Regions from separate parts of the Mus musculus genome. Here regions 1 and 2 are each linked to region 3. The links are chromatin contacts, called in public promoter capture Hi-C maps. All regions are on one chromosome and are shown on one strand. The core of a region is the stretch at or near the end of the contact, and the rest is flanking DNA. Distances in the headings are between cores, read along the strand shown. Region 1 holds the start of Jade3 (jade family PHD finger 3). Region 2 holds the start of Araf (Araf proto-oncogene, serine/threonine kinase). Region 3 holds the start of Uba1 (ubiquitin-like modifier activating enzyme 1).

What was found. Capture Hi-C pulls out chosen DNA fragments and counts their contacts.
Region 1: a promoter capture Hi-C map of pancreatic islet shows a contact between it and region 3. The contact joins the promoter of Jade3 here to the promoter of Uba1 in region 3. A contact is called at or near these places in 7 of 39 promoter capture datasets (the C10 cell line, erythroid cells, liver and 2 more), 1 of 484 Hi-C or Micro-C datasets (nephron progenitors), 1 of 115 datasets of contacts at active chromatin or transcription factors (memory CD8 T cells) and 3 of 9 other capture datasets (adipose tissue, liver and pancreatic islet).
Region 2: a contact with region 3 is called in a promoter capture Hi-C map of liver. The contact joins the promoter of Araf here to the promoter of Uba1 in region 3. A contact is called at or near these places in 7 of 39 promoter capture datasets (the C10 cell line, embryonic stem cells, liver and 2 more), 18 of 484 Hi-C or Micro-C datasets (B cells, CD4 T cells, CD8 T cells and 11 more), 13 of 115 datasets of contacts at active chromatin or transcription factors (the SCID.adh cell line, Th17 cells, astrocytes and 8 more) and 4 of 9 other capture datasets (adipose tissue, liver, macrophages and 1 more).

What each region holds. Positions count from the first base shown.
Region 1 is chrX:20,424,425-20,427,124 of GRCm38.p6, reverse strand. It overlaps Jade3 (jade family PHD finger 3), which reads right to left and starts at 1,437. Exons shown (of 13, transcript NM_199317.2): 1 at 1,295-1,437.
Region 2 is chrX:20,847,110-20,849,809 of GRCm38.p6, reverse strand. It overlaps Araf (Araf proto-oncogene, serine/threonine kinase), which reads right to left and starts at 1,267. Exons shown (of 16, transcript NM_009703.2): 1 at 1,191-1,267.
Region 3 is chrX:20,661,542-20,664,241 of GRCm38.p6, reverse strand. Uba1 (ubiquitin-like modifier activating enzyme 1) reads right to left here and starts at 1,346. Exons shown (of 26, transcript NM_001136085.2): 1 at 1,117-1,346.

The DNA.
Region 1 (2,700 bases), core at 188-2,687, 240 kb after region 3:
TTTATCTGACTGAACGCAGGGAATGAGGTCACCTTTTCCTCTAGGACACTGAAATCTCTGTCACCATGGTTTTTATTTCTTATACAATCAAACTGTGGCGGGTGGAGGGTGAGGTTCTCATCCTCAGCCTTACAGTTAAGTGCATCTCACAAGGCGGGGTTGGTCGACCCTTGTGCACATCTTTCCTTGTGACTCAACGCCAGTGGAGTGGTCAAACAAGTTTCTTGTGAAAGCCCTACAAGGTACGTATGTCCTAGGGCTGCAAAGAGATAAACTCTTAAGTGTATCTTCACATGCCACCATTAAGGACACTCACTAAAGAGTCCCCCCCCCCCACACTTTCTTCCCACCCCACTTTCTTCCTTACAAATAATGAACGCTGTTTGCCCTGTGTAATTTAAAGCCCAATTCCACCAAAACTCTGCTCCGAAAAGCAGGAGGAAAAGGCTGGGAGGATTAAAAAAATAAAATAAAATAAAATCGATGTGGCTCCCTCAGAGGAGCTGGAGAAAAGTTAACAACTATGCCCGGTGGCAGAAAAATCTCCCCTTAATTGGCATATCCCTGGCGATTTTCCCACCCCTAGACCTCAGGGCGATTGCGGGCTTCGAACACTCACTGCGTCCTAACAATGACTGGAGAAAGGAAAGTTCGAGGACGGAAGGGCACCCGCACTCCCACTAGGTTGGCATTTCAGCTCTCAGAGTGCCTGGTTGCTCCCCACACTGCCCGTCTTGCCCTCTCCGGACCCTCAGTATCTTCCCGCTCCGCAAGGCTCAAACAGCCAGGGTGCGCCCTCTCGCTGCTCGGACCCGGCAGCCACAGGCAGCAGAAAGAGCATGCCCTCTAGCCCCGAGGTCTGGCCCCAAGAGTCCCTGATAGCACAGGACAAGCACGGAAAGGGGCACCCGGAGGGGACTCCGAAGGGAACGGCCGCCACAGTTATGGCGCTCAACGCCTCCGGAGGTGTCCGGGAGGCTGTAGCCCAGCTCGTGTGTCCGTGTCCGCGCGCCCCCCCCCAACCCCCCGCCCGGGCCACCGGGCACAGCGCGCCACCAGCAGCGGGGCGACTGGGCACTTTACCTCAGCCCACACACGCTCTGTGTTCCGGGGCTCTCGGGGGGACCCCGGGGCAACCGCTACGTGGAGCTGGAGCGACCCCGAGGGTGGCAAGGCCGGGACCCCAAGCTCCACGCCGCTCGCGTCCCACTCCTCGAGGCCGCCACTCCCGCCACTAAACCCGCACTACGCCCACAACCTCGCTGGTGCCGAGGCCACCCTCGAGAGCGCCTACCTCCGGCGCAGCGTCTCGCTCCGCTCCTTCCTCGCCGCACACTGAGGGCCCCCTCAACGTGCCGGGCGAGTCTGGCTAGGGTGGTAACCGCCCCCTAGCCGCCTGCTTTCTTCTCTTCCCTCCCTCGCACCTGCCCCCTAATCTCACCCCGCCCTCCTGGCCGGGCCTTCCGAGGAGCCGAGGGGGCCGCCCCCTAGCGCTCTGCTCCCGCCCCCGGCCCTGGCCGCCTGGCCCTTCAGGCCTCAGCTCTGGACAGGCTGCTGGGCGGCGGCGGCAGCCGAGGCGGCGCGGAGCACTATTGTATTCCTGACACTGTGCGCTCCCACGCTCCGCCTCTTCCCTTTCCTTCCTCATCACTGCAACTCCCCGCCCCACCCCCCCCCACCTCCCCCCACCCCCGCCGGCTGCGCTCGCCCTACCCGGCTGACTCCCCGCCGTCTGCTCGCCGCGCGATCTTCTGGCGGGCTGGGCGCCGTCACGAGCGCCACCGGCTTCGAGGCTCCACCCACCTCAAGCTCCCGCACGCGCGGCGCGGCGCTTCAGGTGGGTTCTCCTCCCCTCCTGCTGCGCGCGCTGCTGCCCTGAGGCGTCCCAGCCCTGCTAGGCGCTTGGGCCAGCGAGGTGCACTGGCTCCTGCTCCGGCAAAGTCCAGCCTGAGCTTTCCCACCCTCCTGACTCGATTGTAAAGTTCTACGAGTGCAATTCGTCCCTAAACTCTAAGACGACCATTATTTCTGACGTTTAGACTTGAAGCATGGATAAATAATAAAAGCCAGGAGGCAATTGACAACACATTAATCCAGTTGTGAGCAAAAATGCTTTATGATGGGGTGGGACTTCTTGATTTCTTTTTCTTTTTTTCTGATGTCGACTTAGCCTACAGCTCCCAGTTATTCAAACCCTCGTCCAGGTGTTCCTGGGGAGATATTTTGGTACTATAATTAAAGATCGGTTGACTTAAAAGTAGGGGTCGCCGTCTTGGATAGTTTAGGTAGGCCTATCAGAATTATTTGGAAAAAAAACTTTAAACTAGGGCTGAGACAGACAGAGAGGGTTGGATAGAGAATGTAAAACTGGTGTACAGAGCGAGTTCCACTACAGCCAGGGTTATACAGAGAAACACAAACAAACAAGAAAAAGTTCACCATGAATGCCTGCTTTGGTCTATTCTATGCCCCTGCGTTCCAGCTCCCTGGTCATCTGCCCTGCAACTTTTTGTTTTGCTTAGCCATTGTCACAATTATGGAAGACAATAGCGTCAAATAAATAAGGGAGACATGATGTATAGTAGTAATATATAAAACAAGTGTACATAATTTACTACTGGTTCCTGGACCTTTGAAATACAGATGCTTGAAAACAACTTTTTTTAATTTACCTTGCTAGAATTGAAAATGCATCATTCA
Region 2 (2,700 bases), core at 18-2,517, 190 kb before region 3:
TATGAACCAGCCCAATGATACTAACCCTTCTCTGCTGAGAATCTCCTATTGCTTATGTCATAGTTGAGTACCAAGATCTGAGACTCACTGCAGTGAGGAGACAGTGCACACGGTTCTGGACAGTGCAGAACACATGACTCTCTAGAGATTAATGGGGAAGCCATTATGTACTGCACTGAAAAATCACAGGTCTCAGGCACACAATGGAAATAAACAGGCTGTCTTAGCTTCAGAGAATGGGTAATCAGACACAGACAGGGGACAGGAAAATGGAGGATCATCAGACCTTGTTTTTAGATTGAAGGAAATGAAGACAGTACCAATGACCTTAAAAGGCACTGTGGGTATTCCAGAGCATAAGCTATAAGGCTAATGGTAGAATCAAAGGTACTGTCAGGTAGCTAATAGAGGTCACCAGACCCTCTAGAGTCCACAGAGGTTCGCCATACCCTAGACTAAAGAGAGATGTAATAAGAGTCACTACAGACTGTGAAAAACAGCTGGATAACAGACCACATTACACACTAAATCAAATGCAGTGGCAATGATGGCTCATCAGAAAACACTATCAAGAGGAAAGGCAAAGGAAGACAATGGTATCCAGATGAAGAAGATGGAGGTGAGGTTGGGGGAAGGGTTTCCAAAAACTGTACCTGATAACTACTGGGGGTCACAAACAGATTACTGGTGTAAACGCACTGTGAAATCATGGAAAGGGATTAGGGTGAACTAGGGATAATGAGGTAATCGTCAGACATCTTCCTAGGTGGCGTAGAATATGAAGGGCAATAAGGAACCATGGGAGAGAGCTGCATCTCCTGGACGTCGTGAGGAAACGTCATTAGACATTTTAAGGGGTTTAAGAATTCACCTTGGAATTTCGCACCCAAGCCCCAGACCCCAGACCCAATTTGGCTCCGTCCCGCCCTCCCCAAGGGCTTCAAGCTCTGTGCAGGTGCACTGCCACGCGCAGCAAGCGAAACCACCACTGCAGCCTGCAGGCCGACTCCTCCATCCACTCCCACGGTCGATGACGACGGTCTCGCCCTGGTCAAACCACTCCTTTGGTTCCGGGCGGGAGAACGCTGAGATTCAGACGGAAGCATCTTGGAGCTGAGCTTTCGGTCTGGACTTCATACCCGGGTCCCGCAGCCGCTCCAAAACCCGAACCCTACCGGGCCTGCCCTCACCTGTCACACCGCTACCACCACCACCGCCTCCATCTTGGGCTTGTCTTCTTGTTTCCTCTCAGTCCACCGCCACCGTCCCTAGGCTTTTTGCTATTGGCTCGCTGTGACTCGTCTCTCCATTCTTATTGGAGGATGATCATGCCCATCAAGACAGGGCCAGCGGAATGTGGGTCGTGTTCCGGATTAGGAGGGGTGGGCTCAAATGGCTGTCTCTAGGGCAAATTCGCCTGTCCTGATTGGCGCGCAGGCGCAGTCAGGGCGACTACTGCGTTTTAAGGACTTTAACCCTAACCGTGCTATAGAATAAAGAAGCTTGTCTTTTTTTGGTGTGCGTGTCAGAGGCACGACTCCATTTCAGTTTTGTATTTTCTGGCCATTTAAGACTGATCTGAGCAAGAGAAACCCTTAAATGCAATTTGGCCAGTAGTGTAAAGCACATTTTAAAGGACTATTCATATATCTTAATTTGATGGTCTTTAAAACAGGGTGGACTCAGACTAAATGATGTTCAGTATTTACCAGCTCTAAGAAACTGTAGTCATAACTTTTGCTAATTAGCGGATCCGTGCTGGAGGTCTGGCTCTAGGGAGGGAGGAAAGGGGTTGAGGAATTTGAAAGACAGACCACAGCTGGCTAGGTGAAGAAGGGAGTGTTGTTCTGGAATGCAATCCTGTGGCAGCCATTTGTGGACATATTTTAGGATGAATATAATTCTTAAACTGAATTTACCCAGGCATCAGAATAAGAAAAGGCACAGACACACACATGTGTATGTACCTACATTCTTTTTTTGGAGCATTTCCTTCAGAAAACTTTTATTTTCTCTGTCTATTGGAGATAGATAGATAGATAGATAGATAGATAAATCTTCCTTAAAAGCTTAGTTCTAGGGTTGTAGCTCAACAAGAGAATGAACCACAAAGCCCTGAGTTAAATTCTCAGCACCCTGCCCCTCCCCAAAGAGTATGGCAGTCTCTTGCCAGTTTTACAACCACAGAAAATTTTCCTAAAGGCCTTGAAACCATCTCTTTCAAATGTAACAACACCCCTATCTCCCTGTCTGATGCAAACTTCCTCTATGTGTCCAGCTCAAAGTTGTTCCTTCTTTCTTCTAAGATATGAGTCTTGGTTTTCCTTTGGATATAGTTAAGTAACAGATGGCCACCCTGACTACTAGATGAATTTAAGAGAAACTCTGTGTCCCAAATGGTACCGTCACGTTTTCTTACTTCAAAACGAGCTAGTAGTTATTTTGAGAACCTGTATGTAATGGGCTGAGTCTGTTGGTTCTATAAAAAGATAAGATTTCTTTCTTTAAGTTCTTTGCAAAAACAGGACAAGAAATAATTTGAAAATCAATCAATCATGAATCCAACAACATCATTTCTAAGTGTTTACTCTAGAGAAATGAAAACATATACCCACATGGTATGCTGGTAAATGTTAACAACCAGCTTTTCAAAAAGAAAACAATTGTAATTTGTAACATTTGTCAGTTGTGGTATAAAGA
Region 3 (2,700 bases), core at 97-2,596:
GGAAGTCAAAAGCAAATGCTGAGACTCTCTGAATGATGATGGTACTAGAAACCTTTAAAAAAGACGAGGGCAGATTCTGAGGCCTGTTGTTAGATTAAGGAATCTATAAAAAGAGAAGCTAGAATGCTGGTCTGCCTTTGAAGGCAAAAATTGGGTCTAGAATGAGACCATCGGGCAGATGGGGCTACAAATCAAGAGTCTGAAAGAGTAGATGGCGGCAAGAGATCACTAATGGAGAACTGTGTCCAAACAGGTCCTCCCTGGCGTCTAGTCCCATGAGAGACTAAAGGAAATATACTGGGGTTACGATGGCTGATGGAGAAGACAACAATGCTTCAAGAACAATGAGAACGTGAAAAAGGGGGGCGTCCCTAAAAGCAGGGAGAGTCTCTAAAGGCAGGTGCTTAAAAGAATAAGAATGCCAGGTGTCCACGATGGAGGATGCTATGTCAAAGTGGTATTGGGAGATCTCAAATGTAGGAATGGATTTCCCACGGAAAGGCTAGGCAGAGAGCTTTTCACCGGGTTTAATCCAGATGGCAGCTCTAAGGACAGATAGTATCCTGGGGGGAGGGGAGACTGGATGAAAATGCTAGACAAGGCTCTTCATTCGGAAATGAAGGCCACGCGGACCTTTCCTCAAGCCTGGCCCCTCTTAAGCCATGAGAGCAAATACTGAAGGGCTAGGAAGAGTCTCAAGGGAGATTTTGGGGCAGGTCTTCAAATAGCACACAAGTATGGACGGCTTTCATGAGCAGCGACACCGAATTCCGGTGCCTTTATGGAGACTGTGGGGAGTTCTGATAGGAAATGCATGGCTCAGGATCGGATCAAGATACCTGGTAATAGTGCTGAGCCAGAAGTCTCCAGAAGCTGAGATAGGGGTCTGACGTCAAGGTCAGATTTCGAAGCTCAAGGGAATAGGGGTGGTCCCAGACAGACGTGATCCACCCCACCCCAGGATTTGCACACCCCCACACCCGCTTGCCTAGTGACTCTTAATACCCAGGACACGGCAGTGCACTCAGACATTGGGCTGGCAGAGAGCCAGCAGGGACCCTCCCATACCTCCCAGAGCCCTTGCGCTTCGAGCCAGGTGCAGAGAAAAGCTATTACCAATGCCGGTTCCCCGGGTCGTGCCGCCGCCAACTCCTCAAGGAGCCGAAGTCAAGCTCGGCCGCCACCCTCCTCTTTCTCCTCCTCCTCCTGCCGCCTGGGCCAGCTAGGATCACTGTCGCCTTCTCCTTCCCCGACCGCGGTGGTTGTGGTCTTCCCTGCCACCCTCCTTCACCCCAGCAGCCGACACAAGATGGCGGCGGCAGAGCCCAAGGCCGGAACAAAACCCTGAGCCCCACCCCCAGAAACCCGGATGCAAGAGGACCGCGCCCACTCATGAATCATGTATTTTCCCTGCCCAGTTTGGGACTTCTTTAATTAGAAGGAGAACAGCTCCACCAAGTGGCTCTGGAGGCAGTAACTAGAAAAACAGGTAGAGCAAGAGGCTATGAAATATGAATAAAGAATTACTGCATCTAAGCTGTCAAAGAAATCAAGGAAGGACCTCAAGGCCATTCTTCCCGATCGTGAATCACGAAGCAAGGTTATGGGTTTACTAGGACTAGGCAACCAGAAAGTAGATGTTAAAGCATTACAACCACACCCCATGTTCATGAATAATGAATGATCTTGCAGTAGCTGGGAATCAAGGAGACCAAAGCTATATCGTATTCATGAATAATGCACGAGACTCAGTGAGATGGAACAAAAGAGGCAGGCCTGCCTTATTGCTCCATCTAATACCCAGTAAGCAAGAAACAGGGCTACTGCAGGCAGCACTCCTCTGACTCCTAAATACTGAATGAAGCTGTTGGAGCAGCAGCAGCAGCAGCAGCAGCAGCAGCAGCAGCAGCAGCAGCAGCAGCTCAACTTGAAAACAGAGAGGTCAAGAAAGGTTGTGTCCACCAGGTGTGGTGGTGTACACTTTTAATCCCAGCACTCAGTGGGCAGAAGCAGGAGGGTCTGAGTTTGAGGCCTGTCTGTAGAAGGAGTTCCAGGACAATCAGAGCTACACATAGAAACCTTGTCTTAGGGTGGTGGGGTGGGAACACCAAAAGAAAGATTGCGCCCAAGCTGCGCTTATGTGCATGGTGCTGCATGCCTTTAATCTCTGCACTAGGAAGGTAGAAGCAGGAGGTTCATTAGTCTGAGGCAAGCCTGGTTAACAGGAAACCCTGTCTCAAAAAAATGTACTGGGCTGGGGAGATGACTCAGCGGGTAAGAACACTGACTGCTCTTCCGAAGGTCCTGAGTTCAAATCCCAGCAACCACATGGTGGCTCACTGTAATGAGATCTGACGCCCTCTTCTGGTGTGTCTGAAGCCAGCTACACCGTACTTAGATATAATAAATAAATATTTGGGCTGGAGCAAGCGGAGTTGACCAGAGCGAGCAGGAATCCTAAAAATTCAATTCCCAACAACCACATGAAGGCTCACAACCATCTGTACAGCTACAGTGTACTCACATACATAAAATAAATAAATAAACCTTTTTAAAAAGTACCAATCCCATACAGTTCACGAATTATTCATGAGGTTTGATGGGCAGCCCCCACCCAAAGTGGCCCTGCCTAGCAAGTGGGAATTATGAGATAATAGTCAAGGCACTCACCATACTGGATAACCGTGCGAAGCCCAAGTG